2 separate regions of the Zea mays genome follow, and region 1 is linked to region 2. Evidence: chromatin contacts called from public Hi-C data. All regions are on one chromosome and are shown on one strand. The core of a region is the stretch at or near the end of the contact, and the rest is flanking DNA. Distances in the headings are between cores, read along the strand shown.

The links. Hi-C and Micro-C count contacts between places; a contact is called where the count stands out from the background.
Region 1: a contact with region 2 is called in a Hi-C map of bundle sheath, with 2.3 times the contacts expected there. The contact joins the promoter of LOC541705 here to the promoter of LOC100216744 in region 2. A contact is called at or near these places in 3 of 25 Hi-C or Micro-C datasets (bundle sheath, endosperm and tassel).

What each region holds. Positions count from the first base shown.
Region 1 is chr1:199,724,764-199,728,670 of Zm-B73-REFERENCE-NAM-5.0, reverse strand. LOC541705 (pyruvate dehydrogenase 2) reads right to left here and starts at 1,819. Exons shown (of 14, transcript NM_001111444.2): 1 at 1,480-1,819; 2 at 1,333-1,407; 3 at 146-226; 4 at 35-61. The coding sequence starts at 1,518.
Region 2 is chr1:199,459,448-199,463,378 of Zm-B73-REFERENCE-NAM-5.0, reverse strand. It overlaps LOC100216744, which reads right to left and starts at 1,718. Exons shown (of 7, transcript NM_001157492.2): 1 at 1,375-1,718. The coding sequence starts at 1,674.

The sequences.
Region 1 (3,907 bases), core at 570-3,069, 270 kb before region 2:
AAATGAAGCATAAATCTTTGGAAATATTACTGACCTTGTATGCACCTTGGTACTCGCCAACCTACCATAGACACAACAATTATTAAACCACAAGAAGCAAAGGGACACAAAAATAAACAAGTGCAGGTAGTGGTACTGGTGGTACCTCTTCTCCCATCAAGAAAACAGAAGGGTCTGCCGACATTTCTTCATCTAATGCGGTATTCAATGCTTCCCGTACAGTTATCTAAATAAGCAAAAGAGTGGCTGTGTAAAACTTCCCGGCAAATGTCAAGGTCATGACATAGTATATCTGAAGAGAACCAAGCCACCTAGAAGAACGAATAGGGGGTGTTTGATTTTAGAAATCAATACATCCAAAGACAAGTCTATTCCTCAAATTTGGTGGGATAACCTTATTTCTCATGTTAGTACTAGCTAGCTAACTATGATGAATGAAGTAGTAATGGATCAACTTATTCCATTCCACAAACCAAACAAAAAAATGTGAAGTGAGAAAATGATGAACTAGCTTATTTCTCAAACCAAACACCCTATAACTGTACCAACTATCCCTGAGATCTCGAGTTATAATCCAGACAATCAGAGATCACACTGGATAAACCACTGAATCACCAAAATCAACTCATTACACTACTGCCAGTTCAGTTATTTCAAAGTTGGTTAACTTTTTTTCAGGTACGAAGCATCCACCACCTGGTACCTGGCATCTAGTCAGCATACACTGTTCGCTCACCCAGCATACACTGTTCACTCCCCCAGCATAGGTAGAGTACGGAGTACCGCACCATACAGTCCCCGTCTAACGTCAGGTGCTCTTCACACACGTAAACAGTATCACCAGTGCACAACCCATAATGTACACAAATGCAGTTTGTTTGCCAACGCAAGCAAATTAATCATCTACTATCAGTCTGATAGACAACTGCCCTACGACCCAACCACTTAGATTCCCCTCACCTACCCGCTTCCCTGTACAGCTACTGCCATCCATCTGTTTCCGATCAAGGTCGACAACGAGCACCGGTCACCATCAACCAGTATCCACCACCATTTAAATCTATCTCAGAAAAGGAAAGAAAAAAAGGTTTCGAAAATCTAGTCGCGAGGAGAGAATTTCGCAGTCGCAGGAAAAGTAAAGCATCTAACAGCACAATCGGCGAGGCGCGACACGGGTCGCAGCGAAGAGCCAATCTACCGGAGCGCTGGCAAACGTATTGGCGGCGGCGGGAAAGGCCGGGAGCCGGCAACGAAACGGTCCCCGTATTCGGCGACACGGCACACGCGACGCGACGCGACGCGCGGAAGTCGCGAGGAGAGAGTAGCGCTCACCTCCTTGGCCGCGGCGGAGTAGGTCCTGGCGGGAGCGGCGGCGGGGCGGAGGGCCTGCGCCAGCTGGGCGAGCACCTGCGGGGAGAGAAACGGGTCACGGTGAGAGCGAAGCGAGGGCGGGGAGCCCGGTGGCGGGAGAGCACTGACGCATCCGGATCCGAGCCGCCTCCGCGCGACGCCCAGCATCTCCGACGCGATCGGCTGGGGGTTGGAGGTTGGTTGGCGACGGGGAGGAGGGAGGGGAGGCCTGGGACTGTGAGATGAATGAGGGGAAATTATAATATGATGATAGGCGTTGCTCGATTTGGCTTAGCGTGGTGTGTATCTGTGATGTGTCTGGGAGCCCCCGATCGCCAGACGGGATCGAGGGGGATGCGGCGGCGGCGGCGGCGGGGTAGGTGGGTCGTGTGGGAGTCGCTCTCGGCGACTTGGGTTGCTCTTCTGGAGGCGAGCGGCCGTCTCTGCCGGGAGCCGGGAATGGTTAGGCCCTGTTCGGTTAGCAGTGGATTGAGGGGGATTAGTGTCTATATAAATTTAGGTCTTGTTCGTTTACGTCGGATAACAACCTGAATCGTTCTAGCTAATCAAAGTTTATATAAATTAGAAAAGCAATCCGGTTAGGATCCGTTCCGACCCATCAATCCGGTACAAACGAACAAGGTCTTAAACCCCTTCAAACCGAACAAGTTTATGGGGGTTGGGCACGCACGGGAGCCGGGAGCCAGGATGCGCACGCAGCTGGTCGGTCTGGCCTGATGAACTACCGGTTGAAAAAAAAACGTAAACAAAATTTAGAAATGGGGAAAATATGAATTCTCTCTCTCTTTTTTTCTAAACTACCTACGCAGGAATATAAAGTGTGTGGCGGGACGAATACATTCATACTTATTTTTTACAAAAAATGTAGTAATCGTCAATACGAGACAGAAAACCTAGTTGCAGGTTGCCGTCATCCTTTATTTTGGCTCATTGGCTGAGATGACATGACGTCTCCTGGCCCTGGTGCACAAATCGGAGGGACAGGAACGTCGATGGGGACCGGGCATCTGGCCAGCGCCGCGGCCGAAGGCCACCAGCCAAGCCAGCTGCCCCCCGTCCGTTGGGGGCGTGCAGGGGCCGCCGGAGCGACGGAGCGTTGGCGTGCGCGCGTCCATCCTTCACCGTTCGGACTGCGACGTCGGCGAACCGTTCGGCACCTGGCGGCGCTTTGCATTGCTGCTCGGTAGACTGTTCTACAGCCGCTGCCGCGGGCTGTTTCTCACGAAACACTGTTACTAACTTACTGTATGTCTTATCTGCACCAGCTGCGGTCAGCGAATATTGGGACCAGATAGGTTTCAACTTTCAGAGGTGTATTTGCTTGGTTTACAGCAGAAGCAGTGGCCGTGTATTTGCTTGAGAGACGTCAAGAGCAGAAGAGCTGAATATTGGAGCGCAGCGGCGGAGCCAGACCGATTGTTCTATTCATCCAATCAAATGGATGCACACTATTTTTTACTAGTAATTGGCTTTTCGACAAAGTTGGTGTCGAAAATGTCTCTCAAAGGAATACTTTTGACATTCAAAAAATTGTGTACGTACTTTCTAACTATAATCCAAAAATGGCAGAAAACCAGGTTTGAAAACTATCTTTATAAAATTTAGAGAATTCTAAAACAGTCGTTGGGCACAACTATATCTCAGAAAGCTCAATCCAAATTCACGTATCCTTCTATTTCTTTCTCTTCCATTTTTTTGCCCAGTCCTCTTTTTTTTTCGGACCAAAAATTGACGAAGCCCACCAACCTCCTCGCTCGGCCTTTTAAGCCCACGTAGACCAGCCCACTTGCGCCTCCTTTCCTCTCCCTCTTACAGCCAGCCGGTGCAAGGCCTCTTAGGGTAAAGCCCGGGCACGAGCCCAGATTAACTGGCCTTCGGGTCCGGCACTGTTGGACTTGGAGCGGACCTTCTTTTATCGCGTCCACGCCCGTAGAAGTAGGCCTCCAGTTATTTTTTTTTTAGAAAATTCGGTTCCCAGAAAAATTAGAACGGATATGCATTAAGGCCAAGCAAGATCGAAAAAATCAAAAATACAACAAAACAACATAATTTTAGAGTTTATCAAAAGTGTGTAATGGCTAGATGGAGGGTTGGGGTTGGTGATACATGGATTGATTTGGAGAGGTTGTGTGCTTATTAATATTGTATTTGAGACGGCTATATTAAGATATATGCATAAAACTCTATTGGTCTTTTGGGCTTCTATTATATTTCGGTTCTTTCGAATTTCCGTGGTCTAGAACCGAAATTAACTCGGTTATTTCTGTTTTCTAAAACTTGGAACCAAAATTACTAACGGTTATTCGGTTCTTCGGTTTTGATTTATTTTGCTTAGGCCTAGACATGAAGATGAAAGCCGAAGAAACACGTTCTAATCAACGATGGCCAGGCCATGCGAGCCGTGTGCTCGCACAGGGCGTCAAAAAATTGAGGGCTAAAAATCAACTGATTTATTGTAGTTTTATAATTTTCTATAACATATGTTAATGCACAGCAACTACTTTCCTCTCTACCATGTCGCTGCGCTGAAGCAGAA
Region 2 (3,931 bases), core at 469-2,968:
GGTTTTTGGACGGAGGGAGTATAAATCCACAACACATGCACACTCACCCTTATGAGCATCTTTGAAGATTAGACCAACAAATCCGTGAATCCATGACCTGATGTGCTACTAAGGATCTTTTTGGTTCAGTTGTATGTTCCTAAAAAACTGGTTCTAGTTGTAAGCTATGAGGAATAAGAGCATGACGACATAGCAATCTAGCAGGAGGGACACCGCTCTGCCTTTCGGACAAGCTGATTTGATAGCAGGCCATCATCAGTGAGGTTGCGGTTTGCCGTGCCACAGAGGTCCTACATCCGCAGCGATAGGCCCAAGTATCGTGGTTGTAGTCACATCGGCTCCAGCGCGTGCATGGTGTCCTACACGAGCAGCACGCATGGCGGCAGCAGTAGCTAAAGCAATAGATGGTGTGTCATTGTTTTCCATGGGTATGGAGTGTCGCCGTCACCGAACATCAAAGTGGGGGCTAGGGAGGTGTTGAAGAGGCAACGTCGAATTGGGACAGGCGACATGGATGGGCGATGAGCAATGCAGAAGGATCGATGGGGAATAGGTGCGACGATTTAGTGGTGGCTGAACCGTGTCGCCGGCCGCCGAAGTCGGGTGCATGGAGGCGGTGGCAACCCTAGCTGATGCTTGGTGCTTGGAGGTGTCGTCGGGATGGGAGTGGAGTGGTGAGTCGGGTCGGGGGGAAATGATCCGATCCACCATGGTAGATGGGTACTAGGAATCTGGAAATTCTAGGGTGGAAGGAGATTCTTGAATGAACTAGAGAAATCTACAGATTTTCAGGAACCTATTCATCTCTTGTACCTCTTTGATTATACTTATATGGTTGACATTTCATAATTTTGACAGTAAATCTGCATCAGAAACCTGAACAATGTGACTCTTTCACGCTTTCATGGCAAAATAGCATGTATACAGTTAGTCCACCACCACCACCGTTGTTGTAAAAGCATGTGTACCAGGACTCGAATAGAGGTCGCAATATGCTCACACATTACCGGATGCCCGGATCGGGACGGAGACTAATCATTTTCACAATCCAGTCAGCTCATGTTGCTTATTTGCTTCCTTCTACTACTATTTGGCTAGCCAGAAACCTCAAACCTTAGCATATGCGAGTAAAGCACTGCAACCATATGATACCCCTACACTACACATCCAGGTCCCAACTGGAGGAGGGAGAATGGTCATGGAGGTCGGTGGCAGACGCAAGTTGCATCCACCGGAGCACGCGTTTCGATTATTGCGTCGGGCCCAGCCGCCCACATTTTTTAATACCATTTTTGCATCGCAATGCTGTGGTGGTGTAACTGCAAACTCCAATCCAAATCCGAACAAGGTCCCAAACGAGACAGCAAGGCGCACCTGGACGTCGAACTCGACGAAGGCGACGGCAGCATGTGCGGCGGCTCGGCCGAAGGAGAGCAGCGTGTTCTCCCGCTCCCTGGCGGCCCCGAAGCGCGCCCCGGGCGGTGCCCCCACCGCGTTCATCCCCATCCCGCGGTGGCCGCCCACCACCATCCCCCGCTCCGCCACCAGCGCGAACGGCAGCTCCAGCTCCCTCCTTCCGTCGGCCGCCGCAGACGGCAAATACGAGGAAGCGCTCGCCGCGATCCGGCAGAGCCTCACCGCCGCGCGGGTCGCCGCCGGGCCCGGGAGCGCCATTTTGGCTCCCCGCCCCGCCCGCGTCGTGCCCGTTTCCTGATTTGGCAGCGCTGGTTCCAAAATACTCTTTTTTTTGAAACATTTTTAGACCCCGCAACCGCCGCCGCCGGGCGGGCCAGGCGACGAGAGCGACGGCTCGCAGAATGTTCCGCCGCGGCGCGAGTTTATCCGGAAGCATATTCTGTTTGAACCGACAGAATATTCTTACTAGCGTCTGGAGTCAAACTGCAGTTGACAGTTGAGTGGCTGGACGCCGGCGGCGTGCGGTGGCAGCGTGCGCGAGTAGGAGAGGCACGGGCGGGAGTAGGCTGGACAAAAAACTCGAAACTTATATCTCGCTCGACTCGGTTCGTCACTGGCTCGACTCGATTCGTTTGTATTCTGTAATGAGTTAAGCCAGTGTTTTAGTTCGGTTCGTTAACAAGCTGGCTCGAGCTAGCTCCTGAGCTGCTCGCGAGTTAGACGAGCTAAGTCAACAACCCAATAGCCTATACAGCTTAAAAAACCCAAGAAAAAACCCTAAGACATCTAGATGGACAAATAATTTTCACCCTACAAAACAGTGAGTCTGCGGACCGTGATTCTACGGTCGGTGACAACAACTGCGCTGCGAGTCTTCGAACTTGTGGCTCTTTAGTCCCGAGCCCTAACAAATCATCGTTGAAACAATGTGTGGTGACAAGTAGCTAGTAGTTATTCAACATTTTACTTATTTATTGTAGGACTGTACATTGAATTTCAATTAAAGAGGTATTCATTTGATGTTGGTGTTTACCTATCAGGTTTAAGAGAGTATACCATTAGATACCTAGAGTGGAGGACAAGTAGATTTTGTCTTTGTGTCTATTTTCATGCTAGTTTTAAAATTATATCTTGGTGACCTTTTTAACTAGAGAGTGGAAATTGATGTGTTTAAGTCTATAGATTATGAGCCTACGATGGATTGTTGTATTTGATGTGCAAGTCGATATGTGGGCATGTCACATGTGGATGCATACTTGCATTGCATATTAATATTTTGGATTGATAGAGTGTTGCCTAGATTAGACATGGAGATATGAAATAGAAGTATTAAACTATGAATTATGGAAGTGGTTTAAATATTTATTTTCTTATTTTACAATGTATGCTATTGTCATATATATGTTTATCTACTACTACTCTATAAGACAGCAGTGTGGGCGTCCACACCTGTGTATGCCCCCGCCTCCACCCCACCCACTCTGCGCCATCCGCGCCCCACACATCCCGTCTCCGGCGCTGCCGCTCCCGCAAGTAGACGCCGGACCCATGCCCACCCGCACAACCTGACATCCCCGTTCTCCTCCGAGCGTGCACCGGACGCCTGCCATCTTTGCCTCCCTCCCGTCCGGCCCTCCCCATCGCGAGCGCGCTCTGAATCGTGTCTCCGCCCCCAGCCGCCGCCTTTAATCTCCACACCGAATGCGGAGGGAGCTCCAATCTCCGCTCTTTCTTCCAACGCTTTGCACGAGCCGAGGCCTATCCACCTCTCGCTCGAATTCATCTTCCTCCTCCCTAGATTGCACGCGCTCTCCTGCTCCATGCCGCACATACCCCACGCCTCTGCTAGACCGAGCGATGGGAACCACGGTGATGACTATGTGCAGTCGTTGTTGCTTCTTCCCACCCTATTGCGAGGCATACCATCCGGCGGCGAGGCCCTTTTTGATGGAGCGGTGTGGTAGTCGTGAAGGCCGAGGCTGCATTGCGAGGGCAGTGGAGGAGCTGGGCGACGTGGTCAGACGAAGGCAGGGCAAAGCCACCTCCAGCAGCGACGAGGTTGCATCGCGAGGGCGGTGGAGGAGCTGGGCGACGAGGTCAGACGAAGGCGAGGTGAAGAATCACTGTTGGGCTGCATCGGTCGGCACCCTCTAAGGGAGGAGGATGCATATGATGCGACAACTTAAGAGCATCGCCTTCGGCTGCTCGTCAGTCTCCAATCCGGTGAGAGCTCCAATTATTGGTCCATTCCCCACTGCTATTGATGATTCGGGTACCCGTATTGGGTGTTTTTTAGATAGCAAACATTTATTTTAGATTGTCATATGACTTGGATTTGTGAAAGCGATAAGAAAAGAAGTAGATTCAACTGAAACTTTTCTAATTTATTTAGTGCTCAATAATATTCCATACTGACGTTACATATTGTCTTTATTAAATAAGAGGTGGTTCATTATCTTGTTTTTTGGTGCGTTTGAGATGTTTATATTGTACTCTATTTTTAAATGTATTAATG